Linked DNA regions of Mus musculus: region 1 is linked to region 2. Evidence: chromatin contacts called from public HiChIP or PLAC-seq data. All regions are on one chromosome and are shown on one strand. The core of a region is the stretch at or near the end of the contact, and the rest is flanking DNA. Distances in the headings are between cores, read along the strand shown.

What was found. HiChIP or PLAC-seq counts read pairs in DNA pulled down with a chosen protein or histone mark.
Region 1: a contact with region 2 is called in an HNF4G HiChIP or PLAC-seq map of pancreatic cancer cells. The contact joins the enhancer-like site here to the promoter of Bid in region 2. A contact is called at or near these places in 5 of 39 promoter capture datasets (the 3T3-L1 cell line, hippocampal neurons, liver and 2 more), 2 of 484 Hi-C or Micro-C datasets (the HL-1 cell line and liver), 4 of 115 datasets of contacts at active chromatin or transcription factors (double positive thymocytes, embryonic stem cells, microglia and 1 more) and 3 of 9 other capture datasets (adipose tissue, liver and pancreatic islet).

Annotation. Positions count from the first base shown.
Region 1 is chr6:121,016,423-121,022,253 of GRCm38.p6, reverse strand. It overlaps Mical3 (microtubule associated monooxygenase, calponin and LIM domain containing 3), which reads left to right. Exons shown (of 32, transcript NM_001270475.1): 15 at 1-28; 16 at 898-1,071. Among named protein-coding and RNA genes, the nearest start is that of Gm4651, 45 kb to the left of the region's middle. Within about 2 kb of position 4,548, at least 81 of the 459 cell types and tissues checked have an H3K27ac peak or open chromatin away from gene starts, as enhancers often do. A contact at or near this core is called in the HL-1 cell line, adipose tissue, liver and 1 more, where this site is marked.
Region 2 is chr6:120,913,156-120,918,522 of GRCm38.p6, reverse strand. It overlaps Bid (BH3 interacting domain death agonist), which reads left to right and starts at 1,699. Exons shown (of 6, transcript NM_007544.4): 1 at 1,699-1,789.

The DNA.
Region 1 (5,831 bases), core at 3,299-5,798, 100 kb before region 2:
GAGGAGAAAAACCAGTCAGTCAGAGGAGGTGAGATTCATCGTGGCTTGGGTCAGGACTGATGGGCTGTTTTCAGGTTAAGGGTTTGTTTGTTTGTCTGTTTAATGTATACATTTGTATGCCTGTGTGAGTTTATGTGATATATATATATATATATATATATGCAGCTATCTGGGAGGTCAGAGGGCATCAGATCTCTTGGAACTAGAATTACACATGGCTGTGAGCTGTGGGTTCTGGAGATAGAACCTGGACCCTCAGGAAGAGCAGTAAGCACTTCTAACCACTGAGCTGTCTCTTCGGCCACCTGGTTTAAATTATTAATTCTGAAGTTGCTATCGCTAGACCTCTGCATAATCATCTCTTAGGAGAGATTCTCTGTGTTTTTTGACGTCATTGTATTTTCCAGAAAGTAGCAAGAAACGTGCACACGTGTGTGCTCAGACTTTCTCTTTATAAAAATCACACATTTGGCAAAGCACGCCAGCACACACATACACACTTGAATTACAAAAGAAGCGCGTAGCTGGCGAGGTGGTGTGAACTCGGTGCTCGGGGAGCCGAGGCGATAAGATCGTGGGTTCAAAGCCAGCCTAGCCCACATCATGATAAGCCAGCTCAAGAAAAGAAAAAGAACAAGGCTCATCGGAGGAAATCTGGAAAATGTAGTAGAGGTGACTAAGGCATGCTTTGCCAAGTGTGTGATCTGGTGATGCCAGCACAAGTCTGTGTGTCCCACTGGTGCCTTGCATCTTACTGACTCTTCATGTTAGAACATTGCAGAGTGTCATTAAACACCTTGAAGCTGCTGTGCAGTTCCTGCCCACACATGAAGAGAAGATTATCAGAGGTTACCTGGGACCCATCCTGACTCTTGGATCTTGCTTTCTGCTGGGCAGGAGGAGCCTCCCCGGAGCTACAAAGGAGAAAGACCGACCCTGGTGAGCACCCTGACGGACAGACGGATGGATGCTGCCGTTGGGAACCAGAACAAAGTGAAGTACATGGCGACCCAGCTGCTGGCCAAGTTTGAAGAGAACGCACCTGCTCAGTCCACTGGTGTGAGGAGACAGGTAAGCCCTAAGCTCAGCTCCCGAATGACCACATGGTACAGGAAGGAAGGTCTCCATGCAGCGATATCCCAGGCTCTTGTCTGAATCTTACACATTCACAGCTGTGTTAGCTTTGCCTCAGGTTCAAGGAATCTGTGACCAGAATCAGTAGAGAGATCTAAAACGTATTTGTCTGGATGACTATAAACACACTTATGTTCACATACATACACACTTGAATTACATACAAAAGAAGCGCGTAGCTGGCACAGTGGTGTGAAAGCGATGCTCGGGGAGCCGAGGCGATAAGATCGTGGGTTCAAAGCCAGCCTGGCCCACATCATGATAAGCCAGCTCAAGAAAAGAAAAAGAACAAGGCTCATTGGAGGAAACCTGGAAAGTGTAGTAGAGGTGACTAAGGCATGTACAGTCTGTTAATTTTGCTTCGTTTCTTACTGGACGATTTCTGGGGACATTCTTGTTTTCATGGTGGAGACCACTCTGGGGACACGCTTCCTTTTCTGCCTTTGGTGTTTTGACCATGGCATACCCCGGTGACCTCTCAGCTCACAGGCGTCTTCAGAGTGTGTGCACACCATGTTCTTCTCCGTCCCTAGCTGTGGTGGATGCTTTAGTTGCTTCTCATCCTTGATGAGATACAGCCGTGCAGTCTCGGGGATGCTCGTGCTCCTGAGAGCTAAGATTCTTTCCCGGGGATGTGAGCCCTTAAGGTGCTCTCCTTAAGCCACATGTGAGAATCCAGCAGCAGCCACACACGTCTTGTCCCTCCTTGCTCCGCAGAAGTCACCTAACTTCTTTACAGAGAAAGGCCAGGCAATTTCAAAGTCTCTGAAGTGTGTTACAGCGCTCCCTGATCACCTGAAAGGGAATTGGGAGGACAGGAGGACGGGCTCAGTCTCTCTTCATCTTCTCTGCTCACAGACCTGGTTTTGGGTTAATGTCTCCACCCAGCTTTTCCCTTTGTGTCACAGCCGGGAGAGTAGCTTACTCTGGAGCAGTAGAGATTGCTGCAAACTTGGCCGGCCCCACCTCAGGAGGCCAGAGTGCCCTCCAGTGCGAGGCTGCTTTCTTCTTCATGGGGGAGTTAGTTTTCCAAATCAGATAGTAGTCTAGACCCCAGAGAACTCAGGCTGAGAAAGGTGTAACAAAAACCACAGCCTGTCAACTCCCCCTTTCCCCTCTCCCCGTTGCTGCACTTGCATTTGGTCTGGGGACAAAGGCCATGTCTTTTCTTTATTAATGTAACTTCCTAAGAGATAACTTAGCCTGCCCACCTCGTCACGGTTTATAGATGTGTGTCTGTCCTCCACAGGTACTTTTCCGTGTCTTCTATCTTAATGTATTTTATTTTGCTTTGTCTCCATGTCCTGCCCCCACTCCCACGTGGCCTGTGTGTGTCATAGCCAACACAAGAGCGTGGGGTCAGCCAGCCGTCCTGCTACCTGCCAAAGCAGGGTCGCCCTGCTCCCATCCCCCAGTGGAAACAGGTAAAGGAATTGCTGGGGTCTAGAACGGGCTGCCACTGGCCTTTCACCTCATCCCTGCTCCTGGCCCACCTTGAAAGCCTAGCTCACCAGGGCAGGAAGACACTGGACTGTGAGTGGTGACTTTGGGAAACATTTGGCAGACGGTGTTGGTCTGATTCTGTGGCTGTATTAACTCCCTGGGATTTGAGGAGCGTCCAGGAAGGCTGTTGACTTGGTATTGAAGGCAGCTGGAATGATGTGGGGACTTGTCAGGGTATGGCCTTGAGCCCTTGGGTCAAGGTCTTTGCTGCTGTAGCATTGCTCCCAAATTGGCTTTTTAGTAGCCCATCTCCGGGTGACCTTTGTCCTTTGTGAGAACTGGAGAAGCAAGGTGTTTGGTTTGAGGCAGGAAATATGGAACTAGCCTTGAGTTAGGCGTTTGTTTTTTTCAGACCTATACAAAATGTTCAAGGGTGGTTCCCCACCCACCTTAGGATTCTGTCCTCATGTTTTGGTGAGGTACTTGGGAGCTGTGACGGTGGCTCAGTGGCAGAGCATTAATGAGACCCTGGGTTCCATCCTTTGTACCACCCCAAAACAAATAAAACACCCCTTCTCAGGAACTCCTGGAGCCCACTCATGGGCAGAAGGGAAGACTAGTCGGTCTGAGGGAAGTGTCGGCCGTTTGTTCCCCAGCGTCACAGTTGAACAGTTTGTCGCTGGGGTTGGGAGCCATGCTGGATGAGTTTTCAAGTAACAGGTGTCACATCACTCACGTGGGCGCTGAGGTGATGTGAGCTGGGTTCTGTTAGCCTCTCCCTGGGCCAGCCTCACCAGCTCTACTGCTAGGAAGCGCTGAGTGGGGTGTTACTGAAATTGCATTTGGAAGAAAATGCTTCTTTCTAACTTCATAATCCTCCACGTGGAAGACAGGGCCCAGGGAGGGAGAAGGAAAATGCCGGAGCGGTGCGCACACTCACAACAGAAGGTAATCTTCCTGCCTCAGTAGGAACCGCTTCATAGAGGGAGGCCTTCTGAAGGATGTCATCAAGAGTTCGTGTTTTAAATTCTTTTGTCCTTTGCTTGAAGCCGTGATGGAAGGGAATAGGTGAATCCTAACCCAGAGTTTGGAATTGTAAAGTCTTACCCTTCCTGGAAAAGGCTGAGGTTTTAGAACAAAAGAACAGAAGAGGAAGGTCTGGTGTCACCTGGGACATGGGTGGCTCTGTGTGCAGTCTGGGCTGGTGCAGCTATGTTGGTTGTGCCGGGAAGGAGGGGACAGCGTATGTGGCTCAGAGTCTGCTGGCTGGGTCTTGGCCTCTGTCCTGGTGAGGACAGACCTGGCAGCTTGGAAGGTCACCAGGCACCTGGTTCTATGCCGGCTTCTCATGGAGCCCAGTAGCCAGCAGCATTGTGACAGGTCCCATGTAGGGACTGCTTTTGGTTGTTGTTGCTGTCTCTTGGACTTGTCATCCGGCCCCTTACTGTCACCATCAGGTTAGTTAGAAGAAAGCCTTGGGCAGATGAGAAGAGCCTTGGTGACCATGAACAGTGAAACCACTTTAGATCATCAGGCCTTTAGGCTACACTGAATCATGAATTACACAGTGCCCACAGTAGTGACGGTGACACACTGTACCTCACACTCTGTCCCTTCGAATACACACATTCATCATTTGCAACTCTGACAAATGGGCTTGGCCCTCTAATTGTGGCTATCTCCTGAAAGCTAGAGATGTGTCCAGAGAATTGGGGACTCCGAGCAAGGGGTGCCTGGGCCACTGCTGGCTGGCCACTCATCTCCAACAGGCTGGACAGCACTGTGACTCACTGTGTGTCTCTTGAAGTGGTTCTCCTCTAAGGCAGGAGGTGTGGCAGGCGTGGCATTCCTTGGCAGAGTTGGCCCGAGAACCTGTTCCAACTTAGGTCATCGTGTGGAAGGGAGAAAATGGGCAACAGCTCTGCTTGCCAGTGGCTGCGTGCCGCGCTTTCCAGCATAAACACTGCAGCTCGTCCTTTGCCCTCCCTTTCCTTTTGATCTCAGGAGTACATCCTGCAGACAGACGGCCCATGGGCCAGCCTAGCTTTGGGAGCAGATTGTCGTGTGAGGTGGGAACACAGAGTGGAGATGTTTTTCTGATCTTACAGCTGCCACACCTCCCCACCCCGCCCTCCTCCCAGTACAGCAGTCTGTACAGGAAGCTGAGAATCTCCTGGAAAGTACCAGAGAGGCCCGGGGTAGTGTGTGCTTGTTTCTCAAATGGCTGAGAAGCCTCTCTGAGAACCGTGGACCGACCCACGAAGAAGGGCGTATGTGGTACAGGCAGGATGAGGATGAGCTGGCAATTAATCTGTAGAGCCTCTTGGCTGGCATTTCTTTGTAGTTTTTGGAACTGTTAGATGTGAGTGAAGGGCTTAAGGCATTGATGGAGCGTGGCCACAGGAGGCTTTAGTGGGAATGTGCTTTGCTGCAGTGTGACCTGGTGTGCATATGTCATATGAGATCCCATAGGGGTCATCTACCTTTTCCATCTGCTTACGATCAGGCCCATTTTGGGGTGCCCCTCTTTCCTGATAAAACCCTTGACCCTTGACATTACAGAGCATTACACCAAGGTTTCCCCAGTTCTTCGGTTACCTAGGCCACCTTTGTTTGAGGCTCTGGTCCAAGATGAAAAACAAGAGACTTGATAAATCACCCTGAACACAGAGTTAGGTGCTATGGAGGGTGGTCAAGGAAGGGGCCTCTTGGGATGCTTTGCACATATGTAAATGTTCCTCATCTCTGCCAGGAACAGTCTCCACCCAGGCCCTGTTTCAATCATGTTCTTTCTGTTTGTGTCTGTTGGTGTAAAAGCGACGGGAAAAGGAGCGCTCTCGGACCTGCCCCAAAAAAGTGATCACTCTCTCTCCTACCCCTACTCCACCTTCCTGCCGGGCGTGCAGTGGCCAGCAGGTGACCCTCTGCATGTTCTATGTCCTGTCTGTCCTACCACCTACACTATGAATGTAGGGATCAGCTCAGTAGCCACTCTTTTCAGGGATAAGTTTTTAAAAGATGACTTGTAGCAAAAAAAAAAAAAAAAAAGAAAAAGAAAAGGAAAAAAAAAACAACCTTCGTTGTTACAAGCGAACAGTTCCTATCGGGACCCCAGATGAGAGCCCTGTGTATTCAAATCCTGCATGTTCTGTTCTAGCCCCTATCATGGGAGGACAGCCGTACACCAAAGCATAAACTATATTCATCTCAGATCCAACATCCGTAAGGTCCAAGAGGCACACATTTTTGTAGGA
Region 2 (5,367 bases), core at 450-2,949:
GTGAGTTCTAGGCCAGCCTGGTTTGCATAGCTAGTTCCAGGCCAGTCAGGGCTACATAGTGAGAGCCTGTCTAAAAAAAAAAAAACAAGACAAAAACAAAACTTTTTTCTCATTATTTTCCACTTTGAAATCTAGATAATTCAGCTTGCATGTTTTAAATTTAAAAACTCTGTGTGTGTGTGTGTGTGTGTGTGTGTGTGTTGCCTGCATATATGTGCACCACATGTGTGCCTGGTCCTCATAGAGGCCAGAAGGGGGGTCAGTCCCTTGGAATTAGAATAACAGATGATTGTCAGCCACCATATGGGTGCTAAGTACTGAACCCAGATGGATGCTCTGTAAGAGTGAGAAGTGCTTTTAACCAGTGAGCCATCTCTCCAACCCTGCCCCCGCTGTTCATCACCAAGCTCTTCCACTATGTGATTTCAAGTGTAACTTTTTTTTTGGCGGGGGGTGGGGGGGTGGGGGAGTGGGGGGTGGGGTGGGGTTGGTTTTTCGACAGACAGGGTTTCTCTGTATAGCCCTGGCTGTCCTGGAACTCACTTTGTAGACCAGGCTGGCCTCGAACAGAGGCCTCCCAAGTGCCGGGATTAAAGGCGTGCGACACCACGCCCGGCTTCAAGTGTAACTTTTATTGATCGTAAAATTAGAGCCATCTTCCTTTAAGAAGAATTGGAAAATATAAAGAGGAAAAAGAAACCCTGGAGATGGCTCGGTTTGTAAAGTACTTCATATGCGTAAGAACTGGACTTTGGATCCCTAGCACCCATGTAAAAAATAGAGTGCTGTGTGTATCTACAATTCCATTGTTATTGGTGCACAGTGGAAGCTTCCTGGAGCTCACCTGGCAGTCAGCCTAGGGAAATCACGCGTGGAGCTGGGAAGCTGGTCCACTCCCCTCACCCCACACCATCTCAAAAGAAAAAAAAAAAAGGTGGAAAGGTGGAGAGTGATGAAGGAAAACACTGACCTCTGGCTTAAATACACACATACACACACAAACACACACCAACCATGTGATTTTTTTTTTTTTTTTTTTTTTTTTTTGTCTTCTCAGATCCAGTTTCTCTGCTCAGGAACAGCAATTTCCATGGTTCTATTTACTTCCTCATACTTCCAGAATTCACTTTCTTGTTTCTCTTTCACTTTTGTCACTGTCACGTGTCCTTTGGGGGTACTGGCTGGCACTTAAGTATATAGCATTGGGACTTCTCTGGACAGGGGAACTAGCTAGCAGTTTGAGATTATCTGCTAGCCTCCTGGTTCTTTCCACATTCATCCTTGCTGATTCATTCCATGACCGAGAACCCCGCAACCCCCATCCCTGCCTTCCCCACAAGAGTTTAAAAATTCTGCAAGCAGCTGCGCAGGAGAAACAATAGGGACCTCCCAGCATCTCTGATAGGGCCGATTCTGACAGGGTCACTAGTCTTGAGTGTGCCAACCCTGCTATGTAATACATCAAGACAATGCGGAGAGGTCGGGATCAAGTATGACACCCCATCCTCACGAGGGCAGGTCGCCCAGGCTTTGGGGACTCTGGGGAGCGCAGGTTCCGGGTGTACCTTCCTTCCTGTCCCCCGTAGCGAGCCGGTAGGACCCTTGGGTTTCCGCAAAGTGTGGCCAGTCGGAGGGCGGAGCATCCGGAGGGCGGGGCTATCACAGGGGCGGGGCTCCCGGGCGAGCACGAGGAAAGGTAGGTGGAGTAGAGCGCCGGGCCGAGTGTGGCTCCGCAAACCTTTGCCTTAGCCCGTTCGCCGCCCGGTACCGGCGCAGCGGCGTCTGCGTGGTGAGTATGCCCACCCTACTGGGCGCCCCCACAGTTCCCCTCTGGGAGGACGGGGTCGGCACGGAGCTCAGTTTCGTATGCTATCGATCCTTCGTGATGGCGGGGCTCTTGCGCCTTGATGGAGGCGGGGTGAGGGCGCCGGCCACAGGGTGCCACCGCGGAGCTGAGGGGAAGGCACTCACTCGAAGGCCTGGGGCGTGCGCCACTCGCGGTCCCCCTCAGCGCTCGGTCCTGGTCCGCTTCGGGCAGGCCTCCTGGTGGACCCGGGGTCCCCGCGGTCGCGCGCCACTCGGCAGGTGCGCGCAGAGCTGGAAAGGCGGGCCTGAGGTCTCGCTGCGCTCCGCTATGGCCACCCACAAAAATCAACAAGGAACGGCTACAGCCCACAAATGGGCCCTGCAAAAGCCCTGGAACCCCAACCCAGGGAACACAGACCTTGGAAGACTGCAGCGAGGGGCACCTTTCCTACACCCGTGGGCACTACTGTGTGCACAGCTCACACTCACGCCTGAACTGTGAGGAAGTGGCTGACCCCTCCGCATCTCCAGTACCCAAAATGGTTTGAAAATGTGCACAGACTGGTTGCTGATGTTTTTAAAAAGTTTGTTGAATGGTTGGCTGAATAACCCTATAGGATTCTAGAAGAAACCCACAGTCTTCAGCCACCAAGTGGCCTGGGCCCACAAGGATTCACACATTCGTTCATTCATTCTTTCGTACATTCATTTACATACTCAACAAATAAGTGTGGACCAGGGACGGATCAGGGTAGAACTTTGTGGGTGGTGAGAGGCTGGAATGAAGAGCTCTGTAAAGGACCAGGTGGTGTTGAGTATGGGACTTCTAGGCTGGGCTTGACCTTCATCTGATAAGCCACATAGTTCTGAGTCAAGAGCATCCTGAGGACCCAGGCAGGGCTCCCCTACTTTCCCAGGCTACTGCCTGGTGCCATGGCCAGGATTGCCCTTACTGGAAGACTACCTTGAAGCCGGGTCTAGGATAAGCTAGCTGTGGAATGGAGCTGGGAGAAACCACAAGAAGGATGTGGACTTTCCACATTCCAGCTCTACCCAACCAGGAGACTTTGCAGCCCTGCCCCATCCCCTGGGACTTGGTCCCAGGCACTACCCTGGCAGTCAGCTCTGAGTGTTTCCATGGGGGGGGGGGGAGCCTGATCCAGTGCTGGGGCTGAGTTCAGAGGCTTTAATACTTGAGTGGGCTGAGCTCTAAGAAGGACTCGGCTGGGTGGTGGTGGGGAAGCAGGGTGGCGATTGTGTGTGTCCTGGCCTCTACTGCCTCTCTTGCCCAGAGAGGGAATGGCAGGGAGGTTGGCTTATTACAGCTGGGTTAGCAGGCATTTCACCCACTGACGCAAGGTGCTATCTCCTGGCTACTGCGGGGTGGAGTTGGGTACAGGCTTTGGTGATGGCAAGTGAAGAGAAGCCGGCTGGATGTGGCATGCTCTATAAAGAGATTTAAGTAGCCCCAAGGTGGCCAGGTTACTGGAGCTCTGAAGGATGAGTTGAGGGTGTACCTGAAAAGTGGGCTGTTAGGGCAGTTACTGGCGAGGCTGGGGGAGGGGAAGTGATGCTCACAGCTTGAGGTTACCTGGTTCCTCTTATTTGCAAGAAAGAATAGCCTACGGGGGGGGGGGGCACAGTGCTGGGTGCCTGGCCTCCGGAAGGAAGGCCTGATGACACAGCCTTTTAGACCTTCCGAAGGGCACTGCATGCTTTTCCAGCTGCCCTTTTGCTCTCTAGTGGGAAGCTGAGGGTTGGGGACCCACATCTAGGCTGTGTTCAAGACCAAAGAGCCATTCCTCATCAGGGAGACAGTGAATCTGATGGTTCCAAGGATGAGAGTTGGAAACTGCCCGTCCATAAGAAGCCCCCACTGTGGGTCTGTGGTCACTGGACATTTTGTCTGTGGTTGTATCTCTGGCCACCATTTGCTGGGCCGTGGCTGTGGAGGGCAGCTGGTGTTTCTGTTTCTTTCTGGGCACGCTGCCTGGCTGGCCAGTCTCAGAGGCCACATGTATTTTTCCTCATAGTCTGAAGGAGACAGATAAACTGAAGCTTCAGGTTGGAGGGCAGTGATGGGCAAGTGCTATACAGAGCCTTCTGGGTCTGATAAGCCCACAGAGAGCTTTGTTTTCCTTCTCAAATTTCTTTTTTTAAAAGGCAGAATGTCGCCCAGACTTGTCTCCAACTCCTGCTCAACAATACCTCCTTGCTGGGCCGTGGTGGGACACCTTTAATCCAAGAACTCAGGAGACAGAGGCCAGTGGATCTCTGAGTTCCAGCCAGGGCTGTACAGAGAAACCCTCCAACAAACAAACAAACAAAACAAAACAAAAGAGTACTTCCTGCCTCGTCCTCCTAAGTACTGGGACTACAGAGTGTATCGTTTATTTTAATTAACTCATGTCGTATTACAATAATTAGAGACTAGATTATTACTTCCTTCTTCAGAAAGGTACATTGGGCAGAGAGGGGCTAATTTACTTACCCAGGGTCTCAAAATCAGGTGGAAAACTCCCAGTTTAACTGTACCACCTGATTCTCAGGCTGCGCCCTGCTTCCCAAGGGAGGTCCATCTGTGGAGCCCAATAGTCCTCGGGGGTAAGGAACAGAGAGGATGCCCACGGTGTTGTTTGCTTTTTTAACACTAGGGAAAACCCCGGCCTAGTGTTTGTTCCATGTGCATTCTGCCACTGAGTCAGACATGCACAGCCCCTTCCTGTGGACTCTTCCCCCTAGCAGGTAGAGGGAGACAGGGCAGCTAGGTGTATGAATGGGGAAGCTGGAACTTTAGTGCCAGGGACCTTTATGGTGGGGTTTCCCCCACGAACCATCCTGGCAGATGTCCACAGCAGATGTCTCCAGTTCACTGTGTCTTACTCTCTGACTCTTCTCCCTCGACTTTCGCTGGTCCAAACAGGGATATTTCCGACAAAAGGGTGGTAGCATCTACCCTGAGCTAAACAAGATGAAAGGCAACCATTTCTAGAGGTGCTGCCATCTTGAAAATTGAGTTCTTAGTTGGCTTTATGGGCATTTATCCTCACAGACATGTTAGCCTTCCAAAAACATTCAAACAAAACCAAGTGAAATCAAGGGAACAGAAAACAGAGGACAAGTGTTTTGTGCTCTCTTCTCTTCTCCCACCCCTCTCCCTCTCCCTCTCCCTCTCCCCCTCCCCACCTCCCCCTCTCTGTCTCTGTTGGTGTCAAGTGACTTCCTCAGTCATTCTCTACATTTCCCTGTGTGTGACAGGACTCTTCACTCACCGATTTAGTAGACTGGCTGGCCAGTGGGCTCTAGGGATACTCCAGTCTCTGCCTCCCCAGCACTCGGATTCTAGGCTCAGAGCACTACACTAGCCTTCCCATGGTCCTCGTGATCCCAGCTCAGACCCCTATGCTTATATAGGCCTGGAGTTTACAGACTGAGCCATATCCTAGCCCTGGTTTGCCTTAAGTTACCCTTCTTCCCCAGTAATGCAAACAGACATTAGGAAGTACTTAGGAGCCAGGTGTTTCCCTACTGGCCCCTGGATCGGCCTAAGAAGGGCAGTGT